2 separate regions of the Sus scrofa genome follow, and region 1 is linked to region 2. Evidence: chromatin contacts called from public promoter capture Hi-C data. All regions are on one chromosome and are shown on one strand. The core of a region is the stretch at or near the end of the contact, and the rest is flanking DNA. Distances in the headings are between cores, read along the strand shown. Region 1 holds the start of LOC110261664 (histone H3.1). Region 2 holds the start of LOC110261671 (histone H2B type 1-H-like).

Region 1 (4,407 bases), core at 1,494-3,993, 50 kb before region 2:
TAAGGAACTTACTTCCCTGATCTTTGTTCCCGTTGCACTTTGCATTATATCGTTTCAATTCACCTAGAATCTCCATAGACAGGGCTAATGTCACAGTACCAATTCGGTAGTGGATGGGAACCAGACACAGAACACGGAACCGTTCATTTTCACCCTTATGACTCTTGGCTCCAGAGCCTGGTGCATTCCATTCCCTCAGTAGAAGCAAGGTAAGATTTTACTTTCTAAAGAATCTCTTCAAAACTCACAACCCCGATAGTAGACAATCTAGCCAATCACAGCCCATGGCGGGCTTTTCAAACAGTGCTGCTGCCCAATCAGAGACGGGGGGACGTTACTTTCCTTGAAAAGTGTAAACAAACGCGAAATTTTGGCTTTTGTAAGAGGACAAAACAGAATATCTTTTTCAAAGGGCGTCGAAGAACCCATTCCAAATTTGCATGACACTGAGCCCAAATGCTTAGCCAAGACAGCTTCAGAGGAGGGCCCTTTAAATTTTTACCCAGTTTTCCGCTCCCAAACCGGCCCCTTACTCTTGCAAGAGAAACTATAGGCAAATGCACCAGCACCACCTGTTTCTCTGAAAGGGTAGGTGGCTCTGAAAAGAGCCTTTGGGTCGGCCATGGGTGGCTCACTTGGCACTGGTGTACTTGCTGACAGGCTTGGCGCCCTCAGACACAGCATGTTTGGCCATCTCCCCGGGAAGCAGCTGGCGCACGTCCATCTAGATGCCCGAGAACGTAATGGTCGAGCGATTTTTGTAATGCGCCAGGCGCGATGCCTCGCCCGTGATGCGCTCGACGATGTCGTTAACGAAAGAGTTCATGATGCCCACGGCCTGTGTCCGGGTAGACCTGCTTCAGCACCTTGTACACGTACACTGAGTAGCTCTCCTTGCGGCTGCGCCTGCGCTTCTTGCCGTCCTTCTTCTGCGCCTGGTCACCGCCTTCTTGGAGCCCTTCTTGGAGCTGGGGCAGATTTAGCTGGCTCAGGCATGGTAAAGAAAAAACCCTTGAGAAACAATAAATGAGGACAAGGACGGTCGAATCCTTTTTACCTACAAATCCGCAGGCAAACGCGATGCAGTAAAGTTCTAGGTCTGATTGGCCAAAACTAGTGATGACGTTATGTGAATATTGTCCAATAAGAACACTCATTATTAGGAAGCGCTTTTTTTTTTCTTGTTTAAAAATGGGATTGCAATCTTAGCCAATGGAAATGCGGATTTTTCGCTCCCAGTTGCAGCTATAAATTGTGAGTTTCTCTTCTTGCTCCTTAGTTACTACTGGTGTAGATTCTGGTTGCTACATCATGTCCGGACGTGGGAAACAAGGAGGTAAAGCTCGCGCCAAGGCCAAGACCCGCTCCTCGCGAGCCGGGCTCCAGTTCCCGGTGGGCCGAGTGCACCGCCTGCTCCGCAAGGGCAACTATGCCGAGCGGGTTGGAGCTGGGGCGCCGGTGTACTTGGCGGCGGTGCTGGAGTACCTGACGGCCGAGATCCTGGAGCTGGCGGGCAACGCGGCTCGCGATAACAAGAAGACGCGCATCATCCCGCGCCACTTGCAGCTGGCCATCCGCAACGACGAGGAGCTCAACAAGCTGCTGGGCAAAGTCACCATCGCTCAGGGCGGCGTCCTGCCCAACATCCAGGCGGTGCTGCTGCCCAAGAAGACCGAGAGCCACCACAAGGCCAAGGGCAAATAAGGCCTTAATTCATACTTCAACCTCAAAGAACAAAGGCTCTTTTCAGAGCCGCCCACCATTTCTGTGGAAGAACTGAGCACTTTTGTAAAACCTGCCACGAATACCTGGTTAAGTTTACAATATGTAAAAAACGTAGTTTTCCTTTGGAACTGACCAGGCACGTGTTGACTTTTAAGGTAGAGGCCTGTTTGAAGTTTACTCAATTGCAAACCCATGAACTCACCCGCCTTTATTGTCTCCCCGGGACGCATTTGGGGTGATTACTTGCTCCAGCAAATGTACTAAACCATTTTTAAAATTTGTCTCACTGGAACCCAGTGGTCCATTGGCCAACTAAAACTCCACACTCAAAAGCTCTTTTCGAAAGAGCATTTATAGGAAAACACCTAATCACTAGTCAGTGTAAACCTCTCTTCCCTCAGGCCTGCTGATAAGTACACAATTTACATGTTAAAGTCCAATCAGCCGTTTAATTGCATCACAACCCATTAATGAGTTGAGATAATCACTAGTATTTAGTCAAGCCCACATCAAGTATCCTCCCTTCCCTACACAACGCTGTAGCCCAGTTCTGTGTTCAGGTGCGAGAGTGTATATTGACTTTACTTTGAATTATTTGGTACATTCATTAAAAACAGATTTTGATGTAGTGAAATGGAACTACTTTTTAGAGAAAATGATGAATACATTATTCTGCTCTAATTTTCTCCCATATCAATCTGTAAGGGGGGGGTCTCCACTGAAAATGCATTTCTTTTATAAAAATTTAGGCGCTGACCGCCACAAATTGTGGATCAAATTCCCTTTCTCCTCTGGTGAAATCTTAACGTTTGGGTCGAAAACCGTAAACTCAGACAGGAGAGTACAGCTATAATTCCTTACTGTAAAAATAGAAAGTTAAAAACATTACGGAAAGTAAAACCTTTTTAGAGGCAGTAAGAACCAAACGAAGATTGGACCAAAAACCAATCAGGTTACTCCTGCAACAGTTCTGACCAATCAGGATTGGATCATGACTATAAAGTCTGGTCCTGGCATCAGTTCTCCATTGCTTCTTTCGCGGCGTCAGATCTCTCTCTATGGCTCGTACCAAGCAGACCGCTCGCAAGTCCACCGGCGGCAAGGCGCCGCGCAAGCAGCTGGCCACCAAGGCGGCCCGCAAGAGCGCGCCCGCCACCGGCGGCGTGAAGAAGCCGCACCGCTACCGGCCCGGCACGGTGGCCCTGCGCGAGATCCGGCGCTACCAGAAGTCCACGGAGCTGCTGATCCGCAAGCTGCCGTTCCAGCGGCTGGTGCGCGAGATCGCGCAGGACTTCAAGACGGACCTGCGCTTCCAGAGCTCGGCCGTGATGGCGCTGCAGGAGGCGTGCGAGGCCTACCTGGTGGGGCTCTTCGAGGACACCAACCTGTGCGCCATCCACGCCAAGCGCGTCACCATCATGCCCAAGGACATCCAGCTGGCTCGCCGCATCCGCGGGGAGAGGGCGTAAAGTTGTCCTTCCTAATTTGCCTTGGACGTATTCGCTTTCTCCCTCCCAAAAGGCTCTTTTAAGAGCCACTTTCTGTTCTCACTGAGAGTGGCTGTTACGCTTGCTTCGGTCTTTAGTAAATGGGGGATGGGGTGAGGAAAGGTTTCTAACGCGAGATTCGCCGTTTTTTGTCACTCAAACTAGGCTAAGTATTTGCCAAGGCAATATAATACCATGATTCCTTTACTATTCAAAGATAAAATTTAAAAGTCTTGAAAATTTAAAGGCAACAGTGTTTGCTTGTACCCTGAAAAATCGAGCTAAGGATTTCACAAAGTGTTGCTAAGTTTGGCCTCTCTTCACCGGTGCCAAGTAGAAAGGCGGAGAAAGTTTTGGGTGAAGAAGAAATAGCTTTTAAGATTTTACCAGGCAAAGAAGGCCACAGCAAGCTATTGCCCTAAAGACTGCCCTCCCTTGGGGAAGAATTGCTGAGGGTTTTATAGACTCTAAGGAGAAAAACAGGGTTTCAGAAAGGAATCAGGATTGGGGCAAACAGGTGTACTTTCTTTGGGGGAATCTTTGTGACCATAACAGAACCTGGCATCAGGAGATCTTGACAAGATCCTGGTGCAATACTTGCAAAAAGGGCATATATTAATCAGGGATTAAAGCAAATTAGGAAAGTTCCTGAAATACATCACGTGCTAATAATCTTCAGCCACAGGCAATTGTGCTCAGGGTACCTAATCTTTGCTTACAGGTGATTGTATTTAGGGTGCAATACAATGAGGGAGAAGCACAAGGAAGGGCTCCAAGCTGTTCAGTTTTAAAGTCTTCATTTCTAAAAGAAGTATAAGGAATATAATTTTCTCTTAGGTGTATAAGATGCCTCCAGCGTTATGTGTATCCCTTGAGAGGGAACCAGGACTCCACCAAGGCTGTGCTGTTGTTGCTTGACTGGCTCCCTTGTCTTTGCATCCCGTTTCTTCCCTGATCAGCAATGGTCTGAACCTGCCCCCTTGGAATTAAAGGAAGGCCAGGGAGGCTGAATGAGGCCCATTTCCTAAAAACAAGAAATGGGGGACATGGAAAAGCTTTTGTGCCCAGGAGCCCCAAAGCGCTCCATTACAAAAGGAATCAGTCAACAGAAAAGGAACTAGGCCAACTAGGTAAACTGGGATTCAGAGCATAGATTATTAAGTCTCTCCCCTATTTAGGATGTAGAAAGTCAGGG
Region 2 (4,438 bases), core at 187-2,686:
ATTTCCCAGAGAGCTACAAGAATTTTAGAAAGTAGATGAATATGCATGTCTGAATTTGAGATAAATCTGAGATGGGGACATAAAGATTTGGAAGTCATTAGCCACACACACACACACACCACACACTAGCATTAGCAATGAAGTGTCCTACAGCTCTCTCTGCCTTATTTGCCAATATTGAACTTTGTTATTTGCCTGCACTTACAAGCCATGAGTTTGGTGATGCCTATTCTCTGCTGCAATCTCTGCAGTTTCCTCTACTTCCCAATTTCCTTTAATCCTCAAACAAGCTGTTACCTCAGAATTTACCCCTCTATGCTCCCTTTATATTCCTGTGCTTATCTCTTGCTACATTGCACCTTGTTTTGGTTTCTCCCTGTTAGATTTTCTTTGGGATAAGTGGTGTTTTATTAACATTGTATCTTTAACGAATGACACGTGTCATAAGAATTTATTGAAAACAAATGCACTACTTTGTGCCTGCATTTCTTGAAATAACAACTGTCTTCATCATTATTCTTAGAATGAGCTTAACAGCATCCAATACCGTCGTTGTTTCAACCAAGTTTAGAATACTCTTGACATCTCAATATTAAATCATGAGTCAGTCTAGAATCTTGCAGATTCATTGGCCTTTGAACTAGTCTAACACAAATGTCATTTTGTTGACAAGGGCTGCTAAATACAAGAGGTAAGCTAATTGGAAATGCAAGTGTCACCTTTTTATGATGATAGAAGTGGCTCTGAAAAGAGCCTTTTGTTTTGTTGTTTTTATGCCGAGTACTTATTTGGCTTTGTGGTGGCTCTCGGTCTTCTTGGGCAACAGCACGGCCTGGATGTTGGGCAGGACACCGCCCTGAGCGATGGTAACTTTGCCCAGCAGCTTGTTGAGTTCCTCGTCGTTGCGGATGGCCAGCTGTAGGTGACGCGGGATGATGCGTGTCTTCTTGTTGTCACGAGCTGCGTTGCCCGCCAGCTCTAGGATTTCTGCGGTCAGATACTCCAGCACCGCCGCCAGGTACACCGGAGCACCTGCGCCGACCCGTTCAGCATAGTTGCCTTTACGAAGCAGGCGGTGCACTCGGCCCACCGGAAACTGAAGGCCAGCCCGTGAGGACCGGGTTTTGGCCTTGGCGCGAGCTTTACCCCCTTGCTTTCCTCGTCCAGACATAACTGGGAGACTGAACAGCAGTTGTCAAAGATGACTGAGTCTGAGGTCCCGAAACCACAGTTTATAGCCACTGCAGGGCGCGAAAAGGAAGCTGTACGATTGGCTAACGTTTCACTTTCGTTTTGACCAATGGAAACACGACTAGATAGGATGCGTTCCTTGATTGGGTAAAACAGATCTGTGAGGTCAGTGGAGAGTAACAGCCAATCGCCAGAAAGCTTGTTTCCACCTCATTTGCATAAACCCTAGCCCTTAAAGAGGCGCCTCTCTGGCCTTCGGCTGTTCATTTTACATCGAACGCCAGACTTCATCATGCCTGATCCAGCTAAGTCCGCTCCTGCCCCCAAAAAAGGCTCCAAGAAAGCCGTGACTAAGGCGCAGAAAAAGGACGGCAAGAAGCGCAAGCGCAGCCGCAAGGAGAGCTACTCGGTGTACGTGTACAAGGTGCTGAAGCAGGTCCACCCCGACACCGGCATCTCGTCCAAGGCCATGGGCATCATGAACTCTTCGTCAACGACATCTTTGAGCGTATCGCGGGCGAGGCCTCGCGGCTGGCGCATTACAACAAGCGCTCGACCATCACGTCCCGGGAGATCCAGACGGCCGTGCGCCTGCTGCTGCCCGGGGAGTTGGCCAAGCACGCCGTGTCCGAGGGCACCAAGGCTGTCACCAAGTACACCAGCTCCAAGTAAATGTGTTCGTAGGCAGTGTCAAACCCAAAGGCTCTTTTCAGAGCCACCTAACCTTTTTCAAAAAAGAGCTGTGGTGCTTTGTCTGTCTCTTGGAGGGGCGGGGTGAAGTGCGTAGGGCTCTGGGTGGTAATTGAAAATAACACTTGCCCCAAACTTGCGGTTTATCTGACAGGTGTTCAGGGAAGGAACTCGAGTCCCCTAGATTCAAATGATTTTTAGTACCTTCTGTAAGTGGCACCTGGAAGCCTATAATTTTCGACTTCTGCTGTCTACGTGTACAGGTACTACAAACTTGTACACTGCAGTCCTTCCCCTCATCATTTTGCAGCAGGTCACAATGCCCTGTGAAAATGCAGGAACTAAAGAACAAGTGATCCAGCTACAAGATGTGATCTGAAGAGCTTTCTAACTCCTTAAGAGACAAATAAGTATTCGTGAAAAGAGCCTTTACAAGTTGACGGAAATATAAGATACAGGGGAATCGCCGCTAAGGGCATAGAGGGTTTGGCTCTGGTGCTTCAGGGAACAAAGTCCATAGCCAGGCAGTCTTCGGCTTGGCGTATTTAAGTAGGTTAACGCCGTCAGGATCACGGTGTCTTAAAAAAAATCTCAGCGCCTGGTGGATATCTAGAGGGAACCAGGTGCTCTTGACTCCATCGCTGCGGGCAAGGAACCTAATGGGCTTGGTGATGCTCTGGATGTCACACAGCACCTTACCGTGACGCTTAGAATCACCATTACCCTAGTCCTTCCCTGCCTTGCCTCGGCCTTGCTATGTTGAAAATACATAGAATTCTGTGGTGGCTCAGCTGGCTAAGGATCAAGCATTGTCACTGCTCTGGATCTGATTACTGCTGTGGTATTCCATTCCTGGCCTGGCCTCCTTCCCCGAAACCCCCCAAAAGAAACTAGCATCCAGACTCCAGTCAGATGGTTCTCTAGGACATTAGTCTGATAGCTGAGACTCCCGACTTTCCGAATAAAGTTATTCCTTGCCCCGACACCTCATCTCCCAATTTGTTGACCTGTCCTGCAGCAGGCAGAACAAGCTTGCACTTGGTAACACAAGGAGAGGGTTGGAGAGAGGGATCTTTCTAATTGTAACCCTTTTATGCACTTTATATTTGGAATCATACGTTCACATTGTCAATAAGTAAAACACATGTGAGATAACGAGTAGAGATGTGAATGGAAAGTCCTGGGAGCACATGAAACTGAGCAGGACCCTGTGGGGCTCCTGGGCACAAAAGCCTTTCTGTGTCTCCCATTTCTTGTTTGGAGGAATAGGCTTCTTTCAGGACCTTCCCTGGGTCCCAAATAGTTGCTAATCAGGAAAGGGAGAAGATGCAGACAACAGGGAGGAGCATTCAAGAAACAATAGTGCAGCCTTGGGGCAGGGTCCTGGTTCCTCCTTGAGGGATACACATGTATCTTTGAGTTCTGCAGAACTAAAACCCCCAACAAATGGAAGATGTTTACTTGTTGAAGCATTCCTCATTCCAGAAAGAGGGTCATGGTGAGATAACCTCCAGGACCACCAGAACTCACCCCAGGACCGCCTGACACCAGCTTTGAAGTAGAATGCAATCTTGCATCTGAAACTAACACTTATGACTTGAACCTAACCAGAACCCAGATTGGGACTTGAACCCATGGATTTGTTTGTTTGTTTGTTTGTTTTTTAATTAGAATCACTCACCTGGACTCTGGACTTACTGAGGTTCAGGTTCTTTATGAATTCAGCTAAAGACAAAGTGATAGGCAAGAAATAGATTTATTAAGATAGGACACTTGTAAGAGATGCAAGTGGGCAGATGAGGAGGCTCTGCCCCAAGGATTAGGTGGCCTACATCTTTATAATCCAAGGAAAGTGGGGAGTGGGAAAAGACCACCTCTTTCTTGAGTGGATATCAGTTTTACACCATTAGGGCCCCCCCCCCCACCTTCTGGATCTAGTAAGAGAGTATTTGACCTTATGAGGTCAAACTAGGGCCTAGAACGGTCTTGGTGATTATTCAAATCAGCCAAAGGGTGGTAACATATGCTAAAACATGTTGAATCATCTCAGGTTTCCATATAATAAGGGTCTCCTACTTTGGATTGTCATCTTTCTAAATTCCTGTCTTCTGTCCTAAGTATTATCTTGCAGGCTCCATTTTACTTTCACTTAATGACCTGAAGTATCTCATGCTTTTATTTATGGTTTTATAGTTAAGCAAGCCTGTTTTGTTCCAATGGCTTTCGAGTGATTATTAACCTACAGTGGTTTCCCAAAGTGCCCTAGGCTTCCCTCTCTATCTATGGTCCCCTACTGGGACTTCCACAACTACCTGCGTAACCATCCTACTCCATCCCTATCATATCTACCCTGGTCTTTATTTGTGGCCCTATTATCCACTCCTAAGTGATAAGACCCCTCCCTAGACTCTCCCAAAGGAAGGCATCTCTTTAGGGCAGTAGTCTGCTGAGCCTCCTTTACCCAGCAAAGCAATAAAACTACTCTTTTATACTTCACTCAAAACTGCCTCTGAGTTTCTATTGGGCACCAGTGAACAGAAGCCAAGAAGACATAAAA

Evidence for each region. Promoter capture Hi-C pulls out the DNA fragments that hold promoters and counts their contacts.
Region 1: a contact with region 2 is called in a promoter capture Hi-C map of fetal liver, with 4 times the contacts expected there. The contact joins the promoter of LOC110261664 here to the promoter of LOC110261671 in region 2. A contact is called at or near these places in 2 of 5 promoter capture datasets (fetal liver and liver), 27 of 47 Hi-C or Micro-C datasets (adipocytes, adipose tissue, alveolar macrophages and 15 more) and 2 of 2 datasets of contacts at active chromatin or transcription factors (alveolar macrophages and skeletal muscle).

The regions. Positions count from the first base shown.
Region 1 is chr7:21,630,803-21,635,209 of Sscrofa11.1, reverse strand. It overlaps LOC110261664 (histone H3.1), which reads left to right and starts at 2,743. Exons shown (of 1, transcript XM_021099837.1): 1 at 2,743-3,249. The coding sequence starts at 2,784. The coding sequence ends at 3,194. LOC100622387 (histone H2A type 1) reads left to right here and starts at 1,271. Exons shown (of 1, transcript XM_003356570.4): 1 at 1,271-2,343. The coding sequence starts at 1,312. The coding sequence ends at 1,704. It also overlaps the pseudogene LOC100513549.
Region 2 is chr7:21,579,520-21,583,957 of Sscrofa11.1, reverse strand. LOC110261671 (histone H2B type 1-H-like) reads left to right here and starts at 1,436. Exons shown (of 2, transcript XM_021099844.1): 1 at 1,436-1,673; 2 at 1,676-1,915. The coding sequence starts at 1,484. The coding sequence ends at 1,863. It overlaps LOC100157763 (histone H2A type 1-H), which reads right to left and starts at 1,223. Exons shown (of 1, transcript XM_001928557.5): 1 at 406-1,223. The coding sequence starts at 1,171. The coding sequence ends at 785.